Regions from separate parts of the Mus musculus genome. Here region 2 is linked to region 1. A link is a contact called in public Hi-C data. All regions are on one chromosome and are shown on one strand. The core of a region is the stretch at or near the end of the contact, and the rest is flanking DNA. Distances in the headings are between cores, read along the strand shown.

Region 1 (6,922 bases), core at 3,157-5,656:
TTCTTCTCGCCACTTTGTGTCAGAAGACCATAGATCCCTAAGTGTAAAATGATGTCACCCAAGAATTATGTTGTCACATTTCAAAGTAATAGAAAGCCATTGGAGACATTTAAAAGCTCAGCAACACACCTCACTCACACAACCTTAGCAGGTATTCTCTGCCCTAGAATGAGCAGCTGAGCTTGGGAAGGTCACGTTGTAATTGAGGCAGCAGTGAACCCTCAAGCCAGAGGAGCTGAAGTGAGACTAAACACTGCCATAAATACGGTCACTGAGTGGAAGGCCACAGACAACGTTGTTCCTATAGCGGAAACGGTACCGAGCATAAGAATCAAGACATCTCAGGCGAGGACTAAGCAGAAGTAGAGTGAGGTGAGGCTCAAATGTTTCTGTTTCTATTTCTGAAATCAAGGAATATGATTCTCCTCTCAAGTTTCATAACTGGCAAATGGTAAGTTAAAAGCTTGAAATTTAAATATGCCCAATAGAGATAAAGTTTTAGAGATGTGTTTCAAATACTTAAAAAAAACTAAGCTTTTTAATAAGAAAACAAAGCTAAAAAAAATCAGAAAGTTAGGTTTGCCGTTGTTCTGAGATGACAGATTTATTATCTAAATGTTAAGTCCTTTAATGTTTGAATTGGGGAAAGTCACCAAAGAAAATAGATCAAATGAGAGACAAGAAGTACTGAACTAAAAATAAAGATTAAAAATGAAATAACAAGAGATGTAAAACAGCTTTAAGTAAGCTGTAATTAAGAAGTACAAAGGAGAGATGTGTGTGCACTTTAGATACAACCAATAACCAGTCTTGGGGCAGAAAAGCACTTGAGAGTTTGTTGCTTTGGAAACAGTTTTAAACATGGCGACCTTAAGATTTTCCATGTTAAGAAGCAGTGGTGGTTTGAATAGGAAAGGTCCTCAGAGACTCATATATGTGAGTACTTGGTCGTTACAAGTAAAAAAACAAAACAAAAAACAAAAAACACAAGTGGTACTATTAAGTGGCATGGCCTTGTTTGAGAAAATGTGTCACTAGGGGTGGGTTTTGGGGTTTTAAATGTTCACGCCAGGCCCAGTGTCTCTCTCTGCCTGCTGCCCGCTGATCCTGATGTAGAACTCTCAGCTACTCCCCAGCGCCGGGTGTGCCTGAGTTCTACCATGCTCCCTGCCATGACATAATGGACTAAACCTCTGAAATTGTAACCAAGGCCCAGGTAAGTGCATTCTTTTATAAGATGTGTCTTGGTCATGGTGTCTCTTCACAGCAATAAAACACTGACTGAGATAAGTACCTGCAAATAAAATTTCGAAACAAACAGAAAATATTTATAATGTGTAGGACCCATCAATCTAATTTTTAGGGCCTGTTAGGAAATGGAAAATCAAGGGCCTGGCAGTACTTGTGCTTCCAATGCACAAGTAATCATTCTGATAGTTTTAGACCCCCTGGAATATAAACGAGACATAAATCTTTATACAGTTATTCCATATCATCCAGTAAGTGGGATGTTGTTTAGACAAAGTAATGACAGAGGAGCCTGGAGAGATGCCCACAGTGCTAAGAGCAGGAGTTGTTCTTGTACAAGACTGGAGCTCAGTTTCCAGCACCCGCACAGAGCAACTCAGAACCTCCTGTAAGTCCATCTCCAGAGCATCTGAGGGCCTCTAAAGGTGCCTACACTCACATGCACACACACACACACACATGTGCACACAACTAAAAATAAACGTAAATGTAAACTGAGAAAGAATGTGAAGAAGATGTACCTTCCTGGCTCTACAATCATTTTAATAGAATAAATGAAAAGGGTCCTGAGGAGACTGAAAGGAAATACAAGAAGCCTGGGTCCCATGGAAAGAATTTTACATAGCGCATGAATAATAATAACCACAAAACCTTCTCATGGCTTCCACAAACTGAAGAAGGTGGGCTATGGCTGCACTCATTTTGCAAGGCTGGGTAAGGACAATAAAAGAAAGTTGCAGAGCCACATCCCTAATGAACGTAAATCCGAGAGTCAAAGCCATCAAGGAAATTCTAGCACACGGAATCTACTATTAGAGTAAATGCATCGTGCACTATAACCACGCGTAAGGCGTGAGAATGAACAGACAGGCAGAAGTCAGGAAATACAATGTGCCACACTGACCAAAGGAAGGGATGACAGCCACATTGCCCCCTCAAGAGATGCACAAAAAGCATCTGACACATCAGCACACTTCCATTATAAAAAAACTCTTAATAAATTAGGTGTGAAAGGAATAGACCTCAACAGTAAATAAGCCCTTTATGATGTCAGCCTTTTGGGGTTTTTCTTCGTTGATTTTTGTTTGGTTTGGTTTGGTTTTAATGGTTCCAACAATTTGAGAAACATCAGTCACCTATACCCACAACCCTAACCTCTCTCTTAGGATTTGTCACCAGCTGTTTCTGTCTTTTCCTCTAAAGTGAAATATTCCCTGAGTGAAGTATGGAGGTTTCCAGACTCAGGAAACTCATGAAACTTACAGGACTTCCTCCTTCCAAATGCTACTATCAGTAGGCAATTTCTGAGAGACAGCAGAGTCTTCGGTGGAACTGCCTTCAAGCTGTGTGGGAAGCTCCGTGGACGCAGCTGAGTCCTCACCCATGCTGAGGGGGGCTCTGGGTGGCTTAGCTGCCTTTGAGTTGCTGTACCTCTTTAAGGAACCCTTCAGCCACTTTCCTACAAACAAGCCAGTAACCCACCAACTTACACTTGGGACCAGTTGTCTTTCCATGGTCAGTCTTTATCTAGCATGAGTAAGCTGTTTGTTCGCATCTCCCCAAGAAAAGTCACACAATGACTATTTTTGCAGAATAGCTTTTAATTTGGATTTCTGCAAAATGCTCATTATTACACTGTAGTGAGAGAGTTTTGAGTAAAGTCATAGAAATGGTGGCAATTTTTTTGTCCCATTTTATCGGGTTCTGATGTCTAGCAAGGTGGCACAACAGTGTCCACAATAACCTTTGTCAGCTTCCTTTTCTTGCTTTGCCTCCTGTATCCATACCCTAGTCTCTGGGGGGCAGTAACCCCTATAGCTCATAGGTGTTTGATGGGAAGCTGTGGTCCACCTCCTCAAAGGTGAAGCACGCACCAAAACTATTTGGAATTACTGGAAATTTGTCTAATCTTTTCCATTTAGTTTACTCATTCCATCATCTGTGAGTTCACCAGTGTTCGTTTGATTCTCTTGGTTACAGCCTAAGGACAGCTTATTCTCCCTTTGTATTTATTGTTATAGCTTCACTGCTGAGAGCTCTGTCAGTTGGGTAAGTGGTCTTGTGACTACTTCCCAACCCGCTTCGGTAAGATTGCTGAAAGGACCCAGATATGGCTGTCTCTTGTGAGACTATGCCAGGGTCTGGCAAACACAGAAGTGGATGCTCACAGTCAGCTATTGGATGGATCACAAGGCCCCCAGTGGAGGAGCTAGAGAAAGTACCCAAGGAGCTGAAGGGATCTGCAATCCTATAGGTGGAACAACAATATGAACTAACCAGTACCCCCCGGAACTCGTGTCTCTAGCTGCATATGAGTCAGAAGATGGCCTAGTCAGCCATCAGTGGAAAGAAAGGCCCATTGGTCATGCAAACTTTATCTGCCTCAGTACAGGGGAACGCCAGGGCCAAGAAGTGGGAGTGAGTGGGTGGGGGAGTGGGTGGGGGAGCATGTGGGGTACTTTTGGGATAGCATTGGAAATATAAATGAAATAAATACCCAATAAAAAAAATTCTTTTCTAGCCAGAAGATAGGCCAGACCCTCTCAAAACATACAGCAAACTAGAGGCAATAGTCAGCTCTGCAGCGAGGACCCACAGAGAACCAGGGAGAACCGAGCAGCAGACTGGATTTCTCACTCCATCCCAGGCCTCACTGACTTCTCAGATATAGAAGCATTTTCTCAGATCATGAGATGCCTGGAGGCAAAGAAAACAAGTCTGAAGCTAATGCAGATAGCAGGACATGTTGAAATTACAAAGTTAAACAAACTTGGCTTTCAGAAGATGGCAGGCTGGTAATTAATTCACATAGGACTTGGAGTTCCGGTTTGTTTCTCTCTTCTGCAGATCTGGGTTTGTTTTGGTGGAGAAGTATGTAAGTAATAATTTTATGTCGCCTCCCCCAGCGACAGAGCTAGGTCACATGACTCAAAAGTTTTACCAAAAGCAGCACTTTTATTCTGTAAAGTTGCCAAGGCAACACCAGCTGCTTATGACATCATGTGACTGAGGGGACACAGACTGATTTTAGAAGCCTAAAATTATCGCTCAATCTGCTCACCAAAATTCTGAAGCAGCCAAGACAGCCTGAGCCCAAGGAAAAGCTCCAGAGATGCTGCTCAGTGGGAAGGGCGATGGCGATGAGTGATGCATTGTTCTCTGAAGTCTGGTACCACAGCCTCAAATCACATCGGAAAAGCATGCTCACTGTCCACATATGCCGAGCATGTGGAACACATCTGCCAACCTGGTTTCCATTAAAGTGTCTCCGTCATCAACATGGACGGAAGTCGTTCTAATAAATGGACTGAAAAAATCAAAATCTATTTTTACTTATGTCAAATTTATATCTCAAATCATCCTAAAGACATACTACAGATAAAAACTGAGAATAATCCATTTCTACCCTAATACAGTATTACAGAGTAGCTGGAGGTACTTTAAGACTCTGTGTGTGTGTGTGTGTGTGTGTGTGCAGCATGTATCTCTGAGCACCACATGTGGGCCTGGTGCCTACAGAGGCCGGAAGAGACTGTTGGATCTCCTGGAACTGCAGTCACAGAGGGTTCTTAAGAGCCATGTGAATGAATGCAAAGAATCAAACCCTGAACTGTATTTTTATGGAGTAAGCAGTCTATGGATTCTGTTGAATGTCTACATTTTAGAGGTTTTTAGAGAGAAGTAATTGGACAGATAAATCCATGAGAACAGTGAACTAATTTTCAGTTACATTCAGGCATCAAAAACAGCCAAGTAGCAACAACCTCACAGCACCCCCTCCTACGAACCAAGAACATCAGAATAAAAGGAAGCCTTTCACCGACGAAACTCAACAATTTGCCATTTATTGTCCATGGTTCACTTTTTTTATTCTCAAAAATATCCACTTTTACATTAAGATAGTTTTGTTCAAATATCTGCTTGTAGTAATGAGAAATATTGTCCCTGAGGAATAATTTCCAGTGTATAAACATTTCTCAAATGGAAAGACTTTTGAGTTCCTTGTAACTAGTTTTGCAAATAAGAAATGAAGCACCCACTATGTGCAGGATAGTACACTGGGTTCTACACTGATTATGAGGTACATTAAGATGTCTCCTCCATCCAAGGCAAAATGGGGGTGTGGGTGGGATTTGGAGGAGGAAGGTGGTGGCCAGTACGTACCTGTGACTCAGTCACTGACAAGGTACAGTAGCCCACTCTGTGAGTATGGGCAGGAGAAAGAATTTGGGGACCTTCCTCTGAAATGTCACCAGAGAACTAGAATTACTCATTCAGATGCAGTTTAATCCGAATCAAAGTATCTACACCTGAGATATAAATCTCATCTCTACCAGTTCTAATTTTGGAACATCCTGTAGGAAAGAACAACGAATTTACCCTAAGTTACACCATTTTACTGTCCTGTTTTTCTCATCAGAAGTGACCAGGAACTAAAATAAGGAAAGGTAAACTGAGGCTTGTGGAGATGCCCTGCTCTGCTGGAGAAGTAAGAAAAGACCAGAGGGACAGTCTCAGGGCCATGTGTCCCCATCTCCTGATTATGACTATAGATCCCTAGCTTTGCTCCACCCAGTTATGACTGACAGAACCCAATCTGTCACCAGATTTGTCACTGTGAATTCCAGTCATATTCCTCCCAAATGCCTTCCGGCCTGTGCAGACTTCAGCAAATACAAACCCTTCCCACCATCGCAAGGACTCATCTTCTGAGGACCTCAAGTGCTCACCTGGGAGAGCTCCCATCAGCTCCAAGAATTTACTGTTTGTAGCAAACATCATCTTGAAGACAGAGCCCTGACCCACAGGCTCTGTGAAAGGAAAGGAACCCAACTCCCATAAATGCCAGTTAACAGCCATGGTTTCCTGTGGACCTGCTCTAACCCCACTTCCTGCTTCTTGTTTTCTTACTTCCCTGACTCTGCTGAGCACCCCATCCCTACCCAACCAACTCCTAACAACAGGAATTGTACTGAGCTCATTCTACATTCCTTTCCCTAGAAGAGCAGTGCACTGTAGAGTAAAATATGTCCTTATGCTCGTCCCCCTGTCGGGGTTCATTTCCTTACACTGATGAGCTTCCGATTCCCCGCCTCCTCCTTGAGGCATCCTCAGAACACTCTAGCAGCTTTAATGTGGCATTTGTAAACCTCCGTTAGCAAATCTTTAGCTCTCACACCACTTTCCTAATAGAACCTTTAGTCTACAAATTGTCTTCTCGTAAGACATACACAAAAACAGGTGTGCTTCGTGCTTCAGTTTCACACTGAGACTGGATCTACCTCAAGATCATCGCCGTTTGGTATGAAGGGATAAACGAAGTGAACCAACTGTTAATTGTCACTGGAAGCAAACATTCCGCATAATCTGTTTGGAATAAAACAGATTTATGACTGAAGGGACCATGGTCCCCAGAGAGGCCCTGGAAATGCTGAGCAGTCCTAGTGCATTATTTAGCAACAGCGTTGAGAATCCAGGTTGTACACCTCTTGAGCAGGTGGTGAACAGATTTTTTTTTCTTTAGGAAACAAAGCTATAATGTAATGTGGATATAAGTGTTTAGATAAAATAAAAGTGTCTCTCTTGGGGATTTTCTGATTGACAAATATACTAAAATATTTTGGCTAAAACATGAAAAGTTCTGGCCCATACCATGAAAAACTTTTTATTCAAA
Region 2 (6,922 bases), core at 3,018-5,517, 280 kb before region 1:
AACAGGTCTGCAGGTCACAGGTCGAACAGTTGCCTATGTGATGTCATAAGTTTGGTATGTCCTGATGCCAACAACCATGACAATTATTATTTTTGTTGTTGTTGTTTTTTTTTAAGCATTTAATTGAGACTAGCTTACAATTTCAGAAACTTAGTCTAGCATTGTCATGGCAGGAATCATGGCAGCACACAGGCAGACAAGGTGCTGAACAGGTAGCTGAGAGTTCTCCACCTGGATCCACAGGCAGCAGGAAGAGAGAGTCACTGGGTCTGGCTTAGGCTTTTAAAAACCTCAAAATCTACCCCCAGTGACATATTTTGTCCCAACAAGGCCATTCCTACCCCAACAAGGCCACACCTTGTTGTACTCCAATAAGGCTACATTTCCTAATCCTTTAAAATAGTGCCACTCCCTAAGCATTTAAATATATGAGCCTTTGGGGACCATTCTTATTCAGACCAATACAGCCTACAAGGGTGCTTTTAACAGGAGATTTGTTGGCTTAGGGTAGGATACACAAGTGCAACTCTAGTACTCAGGAGACTGAGATAGGAGGACCTTGAGTCAAAGCCCCTTCCACTCATATCTCTTGTCCCATCCCCTCCAAAAGAAATAAGGGGGGGCAGGGAGAGAGGGAAAAGAATAAGAATTGTTGCAAGATGTTAAAGTTTGAAAATGTTCATACTAAAATTATCTCGGGCTGTATTTGACGATTTCATATGTGAAAGCATCAGGCCAGCAGTGCCCTTTTAAAACAGGCTAGCCAGCACAGTCCCGTGATGCATGATGCGTGATGCGTGTCGCACACCTGGACTATTTCATTCATTATTGTTAAATGCAGATGCTATGGGGAAAGTGTTCACTTGACATGCAGGTGACTTCCGTGTCCCCTGCAGGGATCCAGCTGGCTGTTCAACACCCAGAATAAAATAGAGGGTCCAGAGCACAGGGAAAGGTTGCCAGTCTTGCTTTTAGCAAGACCCCAGCCACTTCCTCCTAGAGGAAGCAGAGAGAGGGGGCCCTGGCTACTAGCCAGACAGCTTCTCAGGGCAGGTAAGGAGCTACAGAAAGATGCAACGCTGCAGACAAGCTGGGTCGCTGAACAAAAGAGCTGCTTGGTAACTGAGTCCTGCCTGTGGTTCTCAGCTTGCCAGTGTCTGTCCAAAAGCAGGCTGCGACCCCCACACCTGCTGGTATCTTCTCTCCATCCAAGCGGCCTCTTAGCAACCGACCTGGCTCCGCACAACTGCTAGAAGCCGCAGAGGTACAAAGGAACCTTGGAGGCAGGCAGAGGGCAGAGGCAGAGCAGACAGGATCCTACCAGAGCTGTCAGCTCAGCAGGCAGGGCCAGCGACTGGGCTCAGTAGCAGAGAGAGCCCCAGCAGCCATAGTTGCCTCTTGCCATCTTTGCTGGGCCAAAAGATCCTCCTTGGTATTCATGCTGCACGGACAAAGCACTGAGCCTTGCTCCCTGATGCGCATAGGTTCCAAATGGCCTTTGCCTCGAGCATCGCAGCCTGCAGACAGAAGTGGGCATCCTACCAATGACCAGGGATAGCCTGTGATCGCATAAGCAGAAGCCTCTGGCTGGTGTGGGCAGCAGAAACCACAGTCCTCAAATTCCTTGGAGGGAAAGGTAAGGAGAAGACAGGTGTGGATGCTGCATTTGCCTCCCTCCCTGAATCTCTTCCCCAGCACCCACACTGGCCAGGGAAGACAAAGCTAACCCTGACCCTGTTCCTAGGCCAGCTCTTGTCTCTTCCTTGGATCTGCAGCAAGTAAGTCCTCTTGGAGTTCTGCTCCTATTTGGCTGAGGGAGCTACAGCTACGTGAGAGCTGAATTGATGAAAAGACATGAATGGGGGAGGTGCAGCCTTGCCTGGCAGAGAAACCCAGGCGAGCTCTTTGCAAACAGCCCCCGGGGGATCAGGTGTATTCATTAATCATGACCTTCTGTTCATTTCCCGTGGTCTCACTCTCAGGCATCCCATGGGCCTCAGTTTGGGTTTAAATCCAGGGCACTGTCCTCTTGTGCCCTTTTGTCCCTGAGCCCAGGATCTCATTTATCAAGCAAAGGAGCATAATACCACCTGCCATAGGGACTCATCTTGTAACACACCCCCCCCACACACACACACACACATACTGTTACTTCTCATTAACACCCTAGACCAGCTGAACTGGTCACACTTTTCAGTCCTCTGTCTCAGCTTCATTTACATGGAGTTTCCAGCCTACTCTCAGATGTCACAGCCTGAATGGGCATAGAACCAAGCCACCGACCTAGTACAGAGTGCCAAAATGAATGGCCTAGCCTAGACACCGACCAGGTGGGAAGACTTCCACTGGGTAGGAAAATGAGGCTGGCAGAAATGCTAAAATCCTAAGGCACGATGCATGTGCTAGAAGTGGTGATTCCCAGGGCTGTGGCTGTAGGGCTCCCTGCAAGGAGAAAGGCAATTCCACGTTAATTTGGGGGGCTTGCAACCAGGTGTGCTTTGCGTTCACTTGCTTCGGGCTTTTATGGTCTCCCTTCTGCTTGGTACCATTTCATTAGGAGCCAGTGAGATGTATCTCAGCGTGGTGCAGAGAAACATCTCAGTGGAGCGCAGCTTGCCAGCATTTCTCCTTCCCTGGCGAGATTCAGGATCCCTAACAGTGGGTTTCTGATGCCTTGGAGGTGCCAATCTGTTTCCTGGATCTGCATGGACAACCTCAGTCCTCTCCTTGGTGAATTCTCTGATGTCTGGGCCGAGACTTTGCCCTTTTCATGACCATGGGAATAAGTTATCAACAGAGAAACAAGGAGCACCATCCTCCCAGTGAGGGACTATGGGTGCTCACTCTAGGGCTCCCTGGCCCTCCCGGTCTTTTGAGGCCAATAATTTTTCTTCCCACCCCATTTCAATCTCCTGATAGAAGACATTCTTTGTCATGGATAACTAGATGAACACAGAGCTCAAATGAACCACTAGCTGGGGGCTTTACAAGAGCATCCTTGGATGAAGCAGCCTTTGCAAGGCTTTCCAAGAGGGACTCACTTAGAGTGGCTTGTAAGGCATACATGCAAAACTAGGAGAGAGGCTGAATTTCACTTCTAAAAGGTCCCTCTTTTCCTGTTTCCTCCTTTAAACTATAAAGAGCTAGCCAGACAGATTTCCTTTGTCAAAGGAAGGCAGGCATTGTCTAGTCACAGAACTGCACCTAGATCTCTATTCACTCGGTAAACAGTCAGACTGATTTTTTGGGCATTTGGGATAAGAACTCAGTGTGAGTGTGGTATTATCTATATTGAAAAGAAACACTCTCCACTCCTTTGTATTTGTGTGACTGTCCAATTAAAAAGCACCCTCCAAGGCCAGGCAGATCATAACGAGCAGATGCAAGTGTTCAAATCCACATAACCCATGGAACTTGGGCACTGGCTCCTCAAATAACTGTGTGGTTTGGAACCATTTTGTTTTTCCAGTGTTGAACAATAAGCTGATTAATTCCCATTTTTCAAAGTCAGTTTCAAGCAGTAGTTTTTTTCTTCTTCTTCTTCTCCTCCTTTTTAACATCTACAGAAAACCTGGAAGGGAATACAAATTTCTTCCTGGAAAACACATCTCCCTTCCTGCCCTCCCTGCACCCTCTGATAAATAACATGAGCATGCAGTGATTTGCCAACAGCAGCTCCAGGCATGAAGCACAACATCTGCTAGCGAGACGCTGGAGAGACAGTGGAAGGCATGCTGGCTGCCTGCCCACCTTCAGACTCCAGATTTTTGCTGACAAGGCTGTCAATAAATGGGCAGATGGCATGGACTCTGCTGGCGGGAGAGTTCAGTTAACCTGACTCCAGACATTATCTCCAGTTCATGGTGCACTGGGCTGAGCCCTTCACTCGACCATTAAAGCTGTTCCTTGATGGAGCACAGAGAGCAAGACATAAGACTGGGAAGGAGGAGGCAAGCGCTCGCTTCCTTTAATTACATTAACTGAGTCTCTCCTGCAGTTGGCAGGCAGAGTGAGTGAGATTATTTAGCCCCTGTGACCACGGAAGTGGAGCGGGAGCATCCACACTGTATTTCATGCTGTTTAAACATGGGCATCCCATCCTCGGGAGCAGAGTACCTCCCTGGGGATAGAGTTTGGCATAAAATAAACACCCAGTAGGATGGATCTGGGGTCCTCCCTTGCAAGCAGGCAAGCTCTTGCATTGTCTTACAAGGACTGTCTGCAAACAAGCTGCAGCCAGTGTTCTTTACCCAGAAACAGCTCTGCTAACTGCAGAAACGTCCTCTAGTGGCGACTTGGGTAAAACACCCTCTGCCATCTGAGCATGCTTCAAACTTGTGGCAAGGGCAGTTTAATCTAAACTCATCAGACTAAGGAGCTGAGCACTGTGCTCTGAAGTCAGTTATTTAAGCAATCGGCCCTTTTTTCCATCTCTGCAGAAATCAGCTGCTGGAAGTAATACATGCATCAATGCTACACACCCGCATGGTATTGCAGAATTACAAAGTGACTTTGCATACTTTAACAGTGGTTTTTGACTGGGAGTGACTTTGCCCCCCCCCACCCCCCAACCCTATCCCTGGCCGGGGACAATGCCTGGAAACATACTAATGTCTCTAGGACAGAGAGCAGCAATGCTGCGGAGTGTCTCCACTGCACAGGCTTCACATTCACCCACAACAAAGAGCTCTTCCGACCAGAGTGTCAGCAGTGCCAGGGTTGAGAATCCTGCATCAGGACAAAGGAAATGAGTGAACATTTCTCACATCCCTTGAAAAGAAGAGCAAAGAAGGAGCAGCTGGTGGGCATGCAGAGGGGAAGCTGGGGATTTGCTCTTCGTGTCCCAGGTAGACTCACAACAGTGTCATTATTCCAAATGCTATTCACTAGTCAGGAAACAAGCAGCTCCCCAAGTTCTTACAGCTGTACTTCCATCAGATCTGAACAATGAAACATCGCATCCACGAAAGCCATTTTAGTCTAATTCATGTTTATTAAATGAGAATACCCACCTGGCGCCAAACTGGGACTGCAGAGGCTTCAGTGGAAGAGTGTTTTAAAACTGGTGCCTGGGTATTGTGGCTCATGCCTGTAATCCCGGCACTCAGAAGGCTAAGGCAAGAGAAGTGCCATGAGTTCCAGGTCAGTCTGGAGTACAGAATGATACTCTCTCACACAAGAAACACACACACACAGACATGCACACACACACTTATGCACAGGTACATGTTCACATATGCACAGGCACACATGCACGTGCACACACACATGTGAATGAAATCAAAAGATTAAATAAACCTAGCAATTAAAGTCTGGGACAGAAATCAGACTGGAGGGGTTGAGGGGGAATTAAGCTGAGCACAGAATATATGAGGGTAGGGGCTTAGGATTTAACAGATATGATCACATTTTCATTTGTCGTCTGTGGTTTGAGCAGCTTTGCATGTAACCACTAGTCTTAAAGGTATAGCACTCCTTTAAAGATATCGGTGAAGCTAAACACTGGCCTCTTTCTTGTTAGTTTTGTAGAACTGTGTATCCCTGCCCCCTGCCCCAAGAAATCATATGTTAAAGTGTAAGGCTGAATGCTGCCATCAGGATCAATGAGATATCCCAGTTTACACCTAATCATACTGAGTAGGTTGAGCCTCCAACCCCATGAGGCTGCTGTTTTTATCTAGAGAAGAAACTTAAACCCAGATTTCCACCCAAACAGATGTCAAGGCAAAGGTCAGAGTTTTGCCAACAAGGTCTTTGAATCCAGGAGACATGCACAAAGCAGATTACTTCTTGCACCCCTCTGAAGGCATCTACTTCCAGAACCGAGAGCCTAAATTCTGTCGAGGAAGTCATCTGGGATTTGTTTTGGGCTGTGATGACAGAGTTCTAGTTAACCAGTAAAGATGAGGTGAACACTAGAACAAGGCAGGGGCAGACAAATGATCCTTACTAGAGTTTTCTTTCCCAACTGATGCCTGCAAACTACTACTTCTTCAGAGCAGGCAACTCAGAGGATCCACCTTGGGCTCAAAGGCCGGCATCCCTCCATCTAACAGGAAGCAGGAGCGAGGTAAGTGATTAATTAATTAAGAACATACATTTCATTATGCCCCTGAGCCCACCTTTCAGGAATTCCTGATGTATAGCTGGGAGACACTCTCCTTTCTAAACCAGCATGAGAGGTGGGTAATGAGGGTGATACTTCTACTATTTTGGGGAAACCTGGTATTTCCAAGACTATCGCACAAATAGGGGGATCTACAGCCATAGTCACACATCTATGCATACTAGCAGTATCCTGGACTTTTAAAACAAGTCAACTAAATAATATATAGGGACCCATTCCAGGACAAAATCTGGGAGGGGTCTCAGGCTGAGACACATACAGGAGTGAGACCCAAGGCCAGAAGGAACATCTTACTGCAGGGACAAATCTACCTGAGATGGGAGACCAAGTTTTGGGATCCCTGTGAGAAACCATAGTTATGCTATGCAGACCTTAAACCTAGCATGCAAGGCAGTCAGATTTCCATTGCAGGAAACAATTACACTAACAGATAATCCTCTCCCGCTAAGCAGTGAGTGTTATTATTATAATGCATGTTTTACAATGCAAGAAAAATCAGCCTTACATTAGATTTACTGGATATTAGGAGTCAGCCAAGAAGTGGTAGGTTTTAGGGCATTCAATACTTTTCTGTTTGCTGTGACTAAATATGTAGCCGGAAGCAACATTAGGGAAAAGAGGCTTGTTTTATCTCATCGCTTGTGAGTATAGTTCACAGGGTAGGAAGTGCTGGCTACAGGAACGTGAGGAGACTGGCCATGTTTTTTTTTTCTGCAACCAGGAAGCACAGAATAGACGGAAAATAGGATGGGGCTATAAAACCAAAAGACCCACCCTGACAGTGACATGTACCCT

What was found. A called contact is a pair of places that touch in the nucleus more often than the background predicts.
Region 2: a contact with region 1 is called in a Hi-C map of cortical neurons, with 2.0 times the contacts expected there. The contact joins two enhancer-like sites. A contact is called at or near these places in 2 of 484 Hi-C or Micro-C datasets (bone marrow-derived macrophages and cortical neurons) and 3 of 115 datasets of contacts at active chromatin or transcription factors (astrocytes, differentiating embryonic stem cells and embryonic stem cells).

The regions. Positions count from the first base shown.
Region 1 is chr7:82,921,250-82,928,171 of GRCm38.p6, reverse strand. No RefSeq gene overlaps it. Among named protein-coding and RNA genes, the nearest start is that of Gm45992, 21 kb to the left of the region's middle. Within about 2 kb of position 4,406, at least 37 of the 459 cell types and tissues checked have an H3K27ac peak or open chromatin away from gene starts, as enhancers often do. A contact at or near this core is called in cortical neurons, where this site is marked.
Region 2 is chr7:83,199,211-83,206,132 of GRCm38.p6, reverse strand. No RefSeq gene overlaps it. Among named protein-coding and RNA genes, the nearest start is that of A530021J07Rik, 54 kb to the right of the region's middle. Within about 2 kb of position 4,267, at least 71 of the 459 cell types and tissues checked have an H3K27ac peak or open chromatin away from gene starts, as enhancers often do. A contact at or near this core is called in cortical neurons, where this site is marked.